2 separate regions of the Capra hircus genome follow, and region 1 is linked to region 2. Evidence: chromatin contacts called from public Hi-C data. All regions are on one chromosome and are shown on one strand. The core of a region is the stretch at or near the end of the contact, and the rest is flanking DNA. Distances in the headings are between cores, read along the strand shown. Region 1 holds the start of BLCAP (bladder cancer-associated protein). Region 2 holds the start of GHRH (somatoliberin).

Region 1 (5,765 bases), core at 47-2,546, 250 kb before region 2:
CAGGCTCCTCAGTCCATGGGATTTTCCAAGCAGGAGTACCTGAGCTGGTTGCCATTTCCTTCTCCCTCTCAGGGATCTTCCTGACCCAGGGATCGCATCTCTTGCATCTTCTGCATCGGCAGGCAGATTCTTTACCACTGAGCCACCTGGGAAGCCCTCACCCCACATTAAGACTCCATTAATTTTTCATAACACTCTTCATTCCGCCCCCCCAGCACTTCCCATCATCCATAATTATGTGTTGATTTGATTAAAAGTATTAAGTGATCGTTTTGATGTTTTAAAATTTTGACATATAGTTGATTTACAATGTTGTGGTAATTTATGCTGTACAGCAAAGTGACTCAGTTATACACATATATATACAGTTCTTTTCATATTCCTTTTCATTATGGTTTATCATAGAATAGTGAATACAGTTCCCTGCGCTATACAGATCTTATTTATCCATACTATATGTTGCATCTGCTAATCCCAGATTCCAAATCCATCCTCCTCCCCACAACCACAAGTCTGTTCTCTATGTCTGCGCGTCGGCTTCGTAGATTTGTTCATTTGTGTCATAGCTTAGATTCCACACGTAAGTAATTTGATGACCAGTTTCCCACCTTCTCCCACTTTTCCCCCCACTAGCGGGGCAGCGTTTTGAGTTAAAACAGCGTCTATGTCACTCTCCATTCTATCCTCTTGCCTTCAGCACTGCACTTACACAGTTAAGTGCTCAAGGAATGTGTTTAATCAGCTAATAGATGGATACACTGAGTCATTTAATTCCTATAACAACCCTGTTATGTAGGTATCCAATCAAACTTGGGGAACCGAAGAGTCAAGGCAAGTAGCAAAGTACAGCACAAGGGGAAGTTAGGTCCTGACTCAAGTCAAATCGTAAATTCTGAGCCGGAATATTTCCGCTCCTGACCGCTGGCCTTGGTAAAGGGGCCGGGGAGGAGGCCGACTTAAGGGTTTCCCCGCAGAACACGGGTCATCCCCAAGAGTGGAAGTGCTCACCTACGGAGACTAGGCTACACCCACTCCGCTCCCCGAGTGTAAAGATCACAATCTACTGCATATGCATGAGGGGACCAAGGGAGCTGTGACTCGGGGCTGTTCAGGACGCGCCTGATCAAAAACTCTTCGGATTTGAAGAGTCCAGAGCCCGCAGATTTCAGCACACACTAATAAAAATCTTCAAATGGTCATCTATGCAAATGTTAGGAGCGTATGAGGCCAGGGCGAGCCCCCAGAATTTAGGTCGCTGGATCAGGCGTCTGCTGTAGGCAGCCCGATTCCAGGAGGGGTCCTCGACCGGCTCGACTAGAAGACGAAGGGGGCGGCTCCCCGGCTTCCTGCGGCGTCGGTGGCGAGCTGAGGTGGAAGAGGGTCGCGGCAGCGAAGGCGACAGCAGTGGCGGCGGCGCCATGGCGGGTCTCGCAGGTACCGTGGCGTCGGCCTCCGGGGGGCGGGATGAGAGGCCCTCATGCGACCGCGCCGCCATGTTGTCCCTTCGGGGTCACCTTAAGGCGTCGTCCGGCCCCTCTCTGGGGTTTTCCTTCCGCGCACCCTGGGGGCCGCCCCTGTCCGGTGTCACGTGATCGCGCTGTTTGGCCTCCGGGCCGGGCCTTGTGGGGGCGGGGGAGGGGGCTACTACCTTCCTGGCCCGAGGGCGGATCCCCAGCCTCCTGGGTTCTCGTTCTGGCCTCCAAGGTCAGCGCTCGCTTGTCAGCTCCCGGGAAGGGGCAGGCAGAACCGGGGAGCGCGGGGCTGGGGGTGCTACCACCGTGTCTTCAGCCCCCGGGACCCGTGGCAGGGGGCCCAGCTTGTGAGAGATCTGTCACTCTGTCCCCGCCACTTCAGTTGCTTTTTCTTCCTCTTTTTTTTTTAAATCAGAAGGGGCATAGAGGAGAGGGGGGAGAAAAGGGTCTCCCTCCCCGGGTCCCCGCCGTGCTTTCTGGGGTGATAGGTTGACGCTCTGCTTTGGGGCGCGGGTGGTTCTTTACACCAAGTCTAGACACCCGTTCCCTTTCCTACAATATATATGGGGAGTGGCCCTCAATGGCAGCTGAAGGAATGAAATGCCTGGCACACTAATGGCCTGGAAAGAATGGGGGATGGAGGACAGTTGATTTTTCCTTCCCCCTTCCACAGCTTCTTTAATTTCCTTCCAGGCCTGCATGTCCCTTTGCAACGCTAAATGTTGGGGCACACTGGGGTCTATCCTAGGAAAGAAATGGTCTTTCTGTTTATAGGTATGGATCGTGTTTTATCCCTTACAGGGAACTGGTGTCTTGGGGACGGCTTCTCTTTGCCTTGCCTGACATGGTACCACCATCCCCTCAGCCTTCTGGACGGCGGCACCAAAGCCAGAAACTCCCCCCACCCCTCAAAAAAGTTCCAGCTTAAGTGCTAATGCCAAGTGTTAGATCTTGTTTATTTATTTGTTTGAAATCAGAGACTAATTAATGTCAAGCAAAGCTGTTGAAAGATTGCCGAGCCCTGGTCGGTTTCCAGTGACCAGATCACTTCCATAACTAAAACAGGTCTTGTTAGAATTGCTGCCAATAACAGTTTACCCTTTTGTCTGTAATCTGTTGTTTCAAAGAGGAATCTTGAAGTCTGGGTTTGGTTGTGTTTTTCTGTTGTTGTTCTCTTATCTTCGAAGCATATGCATTCCATTTCAAGCCTGTCACTGTGTGATATACCAAGGACCATGTGTGGCTTGCCTCTCTGACTTCCTGTTCTGGGAATGCTCTGTAATCTGGATCCTGCTGGGGAATGGGCCCTGTGGGAGGGAGAAAGGGAGAGGGGAGGTTGAGCAGGATCATAACCAGAGAAGATGGTGGCATGTCTCTGGGGCTGATAGAGGAAATCAGAGGTCACCAGGGAAAAAGAGACTGTTGTGAGATTAATGTTTTGTATGTGTGTGCACGTTTAAATCTCTGGGGGTGAAACTAACTGCAAATTTAGAATCTCACTTTAGGGTGCTGGCTCCTGAGTAGGTACAAGTTTGAAAATAGTTGTCTAGCAAATGGCTTACGGCACACCTGCTCCCACCTCCAACCCACACGTAATAAGCTGTTGCTGTCCTGCAGCTGAAGCTCAAGAAACCTGTCCTTCCATCGAAATCCAAATATTCCACAGGGAGAGGTAATGGTGTCACATAGCACCCCACAACTCTCAACGGTCAGGGTACCTAAAGTACCTAACCGAAGCTGGTTAGGCTAAGAGACTAACATCCTCTGGGGGCATTTGTCCTAAGAGCCTTGCCTGCTGTTGGGAGTCCCACTCAGCCATTCCAGTTCCTTCATAACTCATCTGCTCTATCCTTGGTCTCGTGGGGGCAAAGCGGGGGTGGTAGAGAAAATTTAAGGAAAGGGGGGTGCTGTGGACTAAGGGCTTTGCAACAAAATTGTAGTCATTTTTAACTCCTCCCATTGTTCTCTATCAGAATAAAATGTTTTAATGGTATTGCTTCTGGAAAAAAAATTTTATAAACAAGTTAGGTTTGGACCAGACTTCTAAGCACTTGAACAGGAGTGGAAAATGAACACATTCCTTCCGTCTTCTCCAGTGGACTGTGTTTCCTCCCATAACATGAGGGCTTGATGCGGAGCAGAAGGGCGGGGGGAATGGACTTGGCATGTTTAAGCCGCCTGTGTGAGTGCAGCCCACCAGGGCAGCCCTGGCCGGGAAGTCTGTCATCTCATCATGCCACACTCAAAGTCCTGCTGCTGGATGGATGGAGGAAACCCTGCAGTGAGGCTTTGCCAGGATCATCTGGGAAGCCCTGGGGCTGCCAGCAGCCTCCTGCCTTTTTAAAGGGGGGCCTACTGTGTCAAGAGCATCCAGACACTTCCATGCTGCCTCATCTCGTCTCCCTAAGCCCAGCTGCCTTATACTTGGGCCAAGCCTAGAGCATCTGGGGCAGTGGGGCCATGGGGCACACCCCTTGAAGGCTCTGCGAGGAGGGGCACCCTTCATTGAGAACGCGTGTTGGAATATGTTTACGGGTCTCCCGGTTGAGTGTGGAAAACCACGAATACTCCCAGTCTTGAGGCTTGCCAAGATATGGGCTTCAGAAGGGAGGTGTGGACATTGCCTGCTGCTGAGTCACCCTGGGGCATGAGGAGACCTGCCCCAACCTTCAGGCTGTGGTAAGGACTGGAACCACCCAGCCCAAGCCTTGGGTCGTACATCCCCACCCCAGTCCCGTTGAGTCCTGATTGCCGCTTTAATGGCAGAATGTTTCTAGCAGGTTGGGGTTCCCTGGGATCTTAGCAGTCCTTTCACAGAGGGGAACTAAAGGTAGGACTAGGAGTGACTTGACCAGGTTCCCTGGGCTGACCAATGGCAAGGCCACTACCTGAACTGAGGTCTGCACCCTCCACCCCCTTAATTCTCTAATCTTGAACTCAAGTTATAGGTGCCTCTGAAGGTGCTGGTGGTTGGCCTGAGAAATGCTAGGGGCTGGATTAGGGGCGGGCAACATGAGGCTCAAGGGATTGAGGTCCTCTGTGCTCTAGAAGTGCTTGCGACAGCTGTGACTAAGGGATTTCAGGAAGTGGCAGAAAGATTTATGGCCCTCCAGCTCACTCCCTGATGTTGACCCGGGAACAGGTGTGTGGTGACAGGAACACATAAAGCACAGACGAGGCTGAACAGGCGGCAGAGCCACTTGATGGGGCAGTCAGCTGACCTCACGTAAAAGAAGCCCTGACTCGCTGAGGAGTGGGAGAGAGAAGTCAGGAGCTGAGCAGCCTGCCCACCTACCCACCCTGGCATGATGGCAGGGGAGAGCCCAGGGTCGGGGGCCTGGTAAGCACCCTTAGGAATATGGAGGCTAAGAGTGGGAGAAGCAGAGAACCCAGTGATGGGGAAAGTGAGCTGGAGAGAGGTTCCTGAGGGTTGGGGAGGCGGCCCTGGGAGACTAGGCCGGCCTGGCGGGATGCCCATGTCGCAGTCCTGGTAGAGGTTATAGGGCCTGAAGGAGTGAGCTGGGCAGGGGAGAGCCACACAACACCTTTTATCCCAGGGAAGTGTGGCGTGCTGCAGTCCGTAGAGTCGCAGAGTCAGACCTGACTGAACGGCAGAACACCAGCAGTGTCCAAACCTGTGTACCCCATGCTTGTTTCCTTGGGGATCCTGGATGGATCCCCAAGACTTTGTGTTCTGAATTCCTGATTACTCTCTTGGTCCCTAGTACCCTCAGGGACCTAGGGCTCCTCCCACTTTTCCCCTCCTCCCACCTTTCCACTCCTCCTCCCACCTTCCCTCCTCCTCCTTTCCCTCCTCCCACCTTTCCACTCCTCCTCCTTTCCCTCCTCCCACCTTTCCACTCCTCCTCCTTTCTCTCCTCCCACCTTTCCACTCCTCCTCCTTTCCCTCCTCCCACCTTTCCACTCCTCCTCCTTTCCCTCCTCCCCCTTTCCCTCCTCCCACATCCCCCCCTTTCCCCCTCCTTCTACCCTTCGCCTCCTCCCATGTTTTCCCCCTCCCATCTTTCCTCATTTTTGCCAAGGCCCCTATCCCAGGATGAGTGAAGCCCACCCCTTTGGGGAGGGATAAGTGGTCCCTTATTTCGAGACCAGAAGTGAAGATGGTTCCCCCTTTCCCTGTGGGCGGTGGGGGGTGAGGTCCTTTTTATTAGGACAGTGTTGAGATGAAACTGGGTGTGTGAAGGCTTATTCCCATTTTGTTGCCTCCCTCCATCCCAAATAGTGTGCCCACCCAGACCAGTCTTAGAAGTATGTGTTGAAGCCATAAGAAGT
Region 2 (6,322 bases), core at 3,044-5,543:
GACGCAATGATTCACAGCCATAATGACTGACCTGGCCCTGGCCCAAAGATTGCAAGCAAGGTGACTGGTTAAAGTAAGCGTGGAGGGCTTCCTTGGTGGCTCAGTGGTAAAGAATCTACCTGCCAGATACAGGAGACTCTGGTTCTATCCCTGATCCAGGAAGATCCTACGTGCCATCGAGCAACGAAGCCCGTGCACCACAACTACCGAGGCTGTGCTCTAGAGCCCGGGAGCATCAACTACTGAAGCCCACTCACCCTAGAGCACGTGCCCCCTGACAAGAGAAGCCACCGTAGCGAGAAACCCGCGCACCGCAACTAGAGAGCAAGTAGTCTGTGCACTGCCACTAGAGAAAAGCCCGCACGGCAGCCAAGCCCCAGCACAGCCAAAAAACAGTTATTCTTTTAAAATAGAATACCAACGGCAGTAACATTTCTGAGCAACAGTCGCTTAACTGATTTGCTGAATATAATCAATGTCACCTCTTATAAAGAGCTCTTCTAATGACCTTCCCAAATGCAGAGTTTTCCAGAAAGAGATGAACGTCTAATGGTGATTGGATCACCCTTCAGTCACAGGCCCTTCTGCTTAGGTAGGACATGAAGTAGGAGAAAGGACCCCATTGGCCCCATTTCACAGAAGAGGAATCTGAGGCTCAGGGAGGTCACGTGATTTTGCCTGAGCCCACCCGACAAGGCTAACCCTGAACCCCTTGACATGGCACTCAGGAGCAGTCCTGTGACATCTGCCAAGGTAGACTCCATAAAAACGCACAGAGAGGAGGATGGGGGTGGGGACAGGGGTGTCATGGGAATCTGGGAGTCTGGGGTCCAGGCCTTCCATGCCTGCACAGTCACCTCGGGCTGGGAACCCTGCCATCATCCAGGGAGGGTAAAAGCAGTTTTTACAAAGCAGGGTCTGAGGCCCTCGGACAGGCCCCCCTTTGTCGACTTCCTCTGTCCTCCACCCCAACGCCCCGGCCTCCAGCATCACCCTCTTTGAATGGCTGGCTCCAACACACTGGAAATTTGCAACACAAATGCACGGCTTGTATCTCGGTGGAGCCTCACTGCCCTAGCCTTTTGGAGCCTTTTAAAGCCAGCCTTTCTCTGGGGCGCTTTCTTTCCACAGCTCAAGCCCCCAGCCCTTACACACAGGCATGATCGCTAATTAACGCTGGGTGAAAACCCGTCCTGGGAAGAGAGCAGGGTGGCCAGCGGGCTGTTCCCACCCCTCTCCGAGGCGGCTGGCAGCCAGAACTGGTGGAGGGGGCTGAACTCTCACTCTCAAAGCTCATGCTGGCTTCCTCCCTCCATCCTCTTCCTTGATGGGTTTGAAAATTTACAGCAAATTAAGCTCATCACCCAGGATGGCACCCAGCTTTTCAGAGCTCAGCTCTATTCATAAGAACTGCAGTAACGGCTAACACTGACCAAGAGTACCAGCCACTTTATAAACATATTGCTGATGCTCATAACAACCTGGAAAGGCAGAGGTCATCACACCCTTTGTATGGCCTCGATACCTAAGGCTCAGAGTGATTAAACACCTAGACCTGGATCACACAGCCTACAAGTGGCAGAACTGATTTTCAAATCCAAATCCATTTGTGCGCCAAACACCTGCTCCCGTTTTAGGCTTCTCTCTGCTCCTGCCCGGTGCTCTCCCAGCTTTACTGTGACTTCTCCCTTTTCTCAATTCTTGGAACATCTAGTGGTGTGTCCATCTCTAGGTCTACTTGCCTGAGGTGATGGTGGCGCAACTGAATAAACTTATGAAAACATTGAACTGGAGACTGCAAACAAGTGACTTGTGTGGTACTTCAACAGAGCAGTTAAAGCTCTTTAAAAAAAAAGGTAGGAGAACAAGAATTGGTGGACTATGGGGACTTCCCTGATGGTCCAGAGGCTAAGACTCCACATTCCCAATGCGGGGTCCTGGATTCGATCCCTGGTCAGGGAACTAGATCCCACATGCCACAACTAAGACCCAGAGCAGCCGAATAAAGAAATCAGTTTAGTCACTCAGTCATGTCCGACTCTTTGTTACCCGCACTGACTGCAGCATACCAGGCTTCCCTGTCCATCACCAACTCCTAGAGCTTGCTCAGACTCATGTCTATCAAGTCAGTGATGCCATCCAACCATCCTATCCTCTACCATCCCTTTCTCCTCCTAGTTTCAATCTTTCCCAGCATCAGGGTGGGAGAAGGTGATGGCACCCCACTCCAGTACTCTTGCCTGGAAAATCCCATGACAGAAGAGCCAGGTGGGCTGCAGTCCATGGGGTCGCTAAGAGTCGGGCACGACTGAACGACTTCCCTTTCACTTTCATGCATTGGAGAAGGAAATGGCAACCCACTCCAGTGTTCTTGCCTGGAGAATCCCAGGGACAGGGGAGCCTGGTGGGCTGCCATTTATGGGGTCGCACAGAGTCAGACATGACTGAAGCAACTTAGCAGCAGCAGCATCAGGGTCTTTTCCAATGAGTCAGTTCTTCATATCAGGTGGCCAAAGTATTGGAGTTTCAGCATCAGTCTTTCCAGTAAATATTCAGGACTGATTTCCTTTAGGATTGACTGGTTTGATCTCCTTGCAGTCCAAGGGTCTGTCAATATATACATAAATCAAAGATCTCTTAAATGAAGAATTTGTGGACTATGGAATATTAGCTTGTCATGGATCAATGAATTTGCAAGTCAGAAATATTTGAGTCCTGGCTCTGCCACCACCCTGCTGTGTGACTGCTGGAAAGTGGGCATCCTCTCTGTGCCTGTTTCCTTGTTTATAACAGCAATAAAAATAGTAGTGGTAAGAGATGAGACTTATTCTATTCCAGGCCTGTATCTTATCCACTATCACATGTAATCCTCACCCCACAACCTCACGAGTTGAGCCTCATCATTCCCATTTTACAGTTGAGGAAACTGAGATCAGGCACAAAGTCCTTAGCACAACCCCTGTCACTGAGCTTCTGCCGAGGTTGACTTCGATCCCTGTGGTTTCTTCAGCCGACTCTGTGCGTCCTGTATCTGCACACTGGTCTGGTGACCATTCAGGGTGCCCAGCTCTCCATGGTACCCACCTCATGTTTGCGGAGATAACCTCCTGACTGTATGAGCTCCCATTGCTCCAGGAGCTCCCAGCTCCTCCATCTGCCACCTGCTGCTGTGACCCATCAGTCCATCCTTAATCCCTGGGGATCTGGCCTGACCTGACCACTTTGTGTCCAGGCCTGCAAGGAGAACTGTCCCTCAGTCCCTGCTTCTCTGGGGAACATCCCATGTTTGCGCTGTGCCAAGAACTTGGTTCAGTGCAAGCTAAGCAGCAGGATCATAAAGTATCACTGCTAAGAGGTTCCTTCAGAAACCACTGGCTCTGGCACTTCCCTGGTGGTCCAGTGGTTGAGAATCGCCTTGCAATGCAGGGGACGTGGGTTCGATCCCTGGTCGGAGAACTAGAATCCCATATGCCACTGAGCATCTAACCCTGCATGCCACAACTAGAGAGTCTGTGTGCTGCAATGAAAGATCCCACATGACGCAATTAAGGCCAGACGTAGCCAACTAACTAATTAAGAAAGAAATGACAGATTCTAACTGTGAACTGCAGAAGTGTATCCTAAAAGGCAGTCTCCACTCCCTGCTCTTCAACCAGACCAGCCCTGCTTGAAAAAGTCTGATTTATTTTATTTTATTTATTTATTTATTTTTTTAAAGTCTGATTTAGATACTGCACTTCCCTAGATTTCCAAAGAAAGATCTAGGTTTCAAATTCTTTTAAAAGCTTGAAAACTACTGTCCTTGGCTGTTTCGCTGTGGATGGGAGTAGGAAATTGATGGTATAGAAAGTGAGGCCTGGAGGGCACCAGTAACCTGCAGAGGGTCACCAAGGCAGTGATGGACGGACACAGGAGGGCAGCAGGCGTCTGGACGCTTAGCTCAGAGCTATTTCCACTGCTCGACAACAGCCATGTGGGAGAGCACCGCTTCTGCCTCCCATGCGTTCATGCCATTCTTGAGGATTTTTTAGCTTTAGGCTAGAGAAATCCGGAAGTACAATTCTCCCAAGACTTCTCATTTCTTGCCTCTCACTCCATACCCCTCTGAGGTAGTTATTGACTTTGGCCGCCTCGACACAAGACAACGATGCTCCCCAGGCCAGCTGCCTACACCTGCCTATGACCACAAGAGGTTAGGCCAAATAGAGGAACATTTTGATAATTGGGCGACAAGGGAAATGGCAAACAACTCTCCTCACTAAGGGGAGAAAAAAACACTTTCATCCGTAAAGTTGACCGTCCTCAAGTGAAATAAAGTTGCACACAGACAAAACAAGATTATGTGAACTTTTTAAAAGGCTCATTTAATCTTAGAGAGTAAATTAACCCTTGGCTGTTGCACTGTTAGGAGTACTCCAGTCATTAGATGAGCAGTATTAGACGCTTCCTCTGGGAATAATGTAACTTCTCGCTCTGTCCTTTCTCTCCAAGATAAAGTTCGATATGAATCTTCGCTTGCAAGGGGCAAAACCTCTCTCCCATATTAGGGTTTGTCAGTGTGATGCTAAAAATGATCCTTTGGCGGACTTGTGAGTAATTGACCCTCTGACGTTAACAACGCCCAGGCAAATGAAGGTATAATTGGTGGGAGCACCACGCAGCCGCTGGAGCAGACGCCGAGGCCCGTGGAGCTGGAGCGACCTCTCAGCGCAGAGGGAGACCTGCCACCTCGGAGGTGAGCGGGCGGGGAGCGGGGGGCGGCCCTGGGGGCTGGGCTGGATGAGGGTGAGAACATTGAGCTTCTCACCAACTCAGAGACCCCACGTCCAAGAGGCCCACTGCCATCCTCTCTGCCCCTGGACTGGTGAGTACATCTGAGGCCCCTTGTTAGGGGCTTGGGAATATGCTTTGTACAGTGAGTACCACTTTGAGGTTGTCTTAAATGTGTGACCCTCAGTGCATGGGGTAATGGCAGCAGACAGGTGCCAGGTGGGCTGTCAGGAGCAGATGAGGTCTCCGTGCTTTTTCAAGGGTATGCCAAGTGGGCTTCCAGGACAAATGCATCACCTGGCAAGATTCTCCTGTCAAGCATGAGATTCTGCCATGGACCACAGCTTCCCTGGTGGCTCAGATGGTGAAGAATCTGCCTGCAATGTGGGAGACCCAGATTTGATCCCTGGATCAGGAAGATCTCCTGGAGAAGGGAATGGCTACCCACTACAGTATTCTTACCTGAAAAACCCCATGGACTGAGGAGCCTGGAGGGCTACAGTCCATGGGGTTGTACAGAGTTGGGCATGACTGAGGGACTGACACTTTCTTTCTTCAGAAAGGAACCAAGTGGCTGTGCAAATCAGTACCTCGCACTGATCACTCAGAACTGATTCAACGTAATTGCCTGGAAATTGATAACATTTTGCTTTCTTGCGCAATTGTAGCTGCGCTCCTTACTTTAGGTTTTAGACACGATTATCTGCCCTTGGAGTACTCCATTATCCCCACATTTGTCTCTCAACCCCCACTTCAATGATCCTAAATTATTTGTATCTTTTATCACAAGCCGCCTCAAACCCTTTCTGGAAGAAGGTGAGGTGTCTTTCTTTTGAATGACCATTCAAGATGCTTCTTCATGAATAACTTAGATCTCCTTTGACTTGGAACACTAGCGGTGAAACAGTTTATAAAGTGAATCAGGACGTCAGCACTTTAGGGTTCTTAAATTACATAGCAGAAGATTTAAAAGAGGTAAAAGATTGTGTTTTTTTCCAGAAGTTCAAAAGTGGCCTTGCTGGTTTGGTACTTGAGACCTTACCTCTGTTTGTCTGCAGAATTCTTGTAGCATTCCTGCTATGAAGTCTGGCAAAATGTGCCAACTAATGTAGATTAAGTGCCCATTTATCCTGAGTCCAGACGACCTCAAATATATCTAATCACGGAATTAGTTTGTAAACATGGTGGAGAGCTAACTGGATAACATAATGACAGCTGATAAATCCTAAAATGCCTTCAGAGTCATCCAAGAGGTGTTGATGGTGTTCTTGGACTCATGCTTGATTTAATTCAGTGAATTCTAGTCTCTTAGACTGGCCCTGTGGAAGCTGTCTGCCACAACCACTGTTTTATTCCTAGCGGCACAATCTCTACCCTCATCATACCAGAAACTGGATGATTCTTGTTATTTTCCCTCTTTGTCCAGTGGGACTTTGTAACCCTGTGGATTAGCTTCTCACCGGTCGGAGGTTACAATGGTGTTTTGACCCATCCCTGGGGTATGTGGTTTTGGGCAAATGTTGTGCTTCTTGGTTGACCAGATTATGAGGTT

What was found. Hi-C and Micro-C count contacts between places; a contact is called where the count stands out from the background.
Region 1: a contact with region 2 is called in a Hi-C map of blood, with 4 times the contacts expected there. The contact joins the promoter of BLCAP here to the promoter of GHRH in region 2. A contact is called at or near these places in 3 of 5 Hi-C or Micro-C datasets (blood and liver).

Annotation. Positions count from the first base shown.
Region 1 is chr13:66,026,975-66,032,739 of ARS1.2, reverse strand. BLCAP (bladder cancer-associated protein) reads left to right here and starts at 1,296. Exons shown (of 2, transcript XM_018057845.1): 1 at 1,296-1,434.
Region 2 is chr13:65,776,780-65,783,101 of ARS1.2, reverse strand. It overlaps GHRH (somatoliberin), which reads left to right and starts at 4,293. Exons shown (of 5, transcript XM_005688533.3): 1 at 4,293-4,735.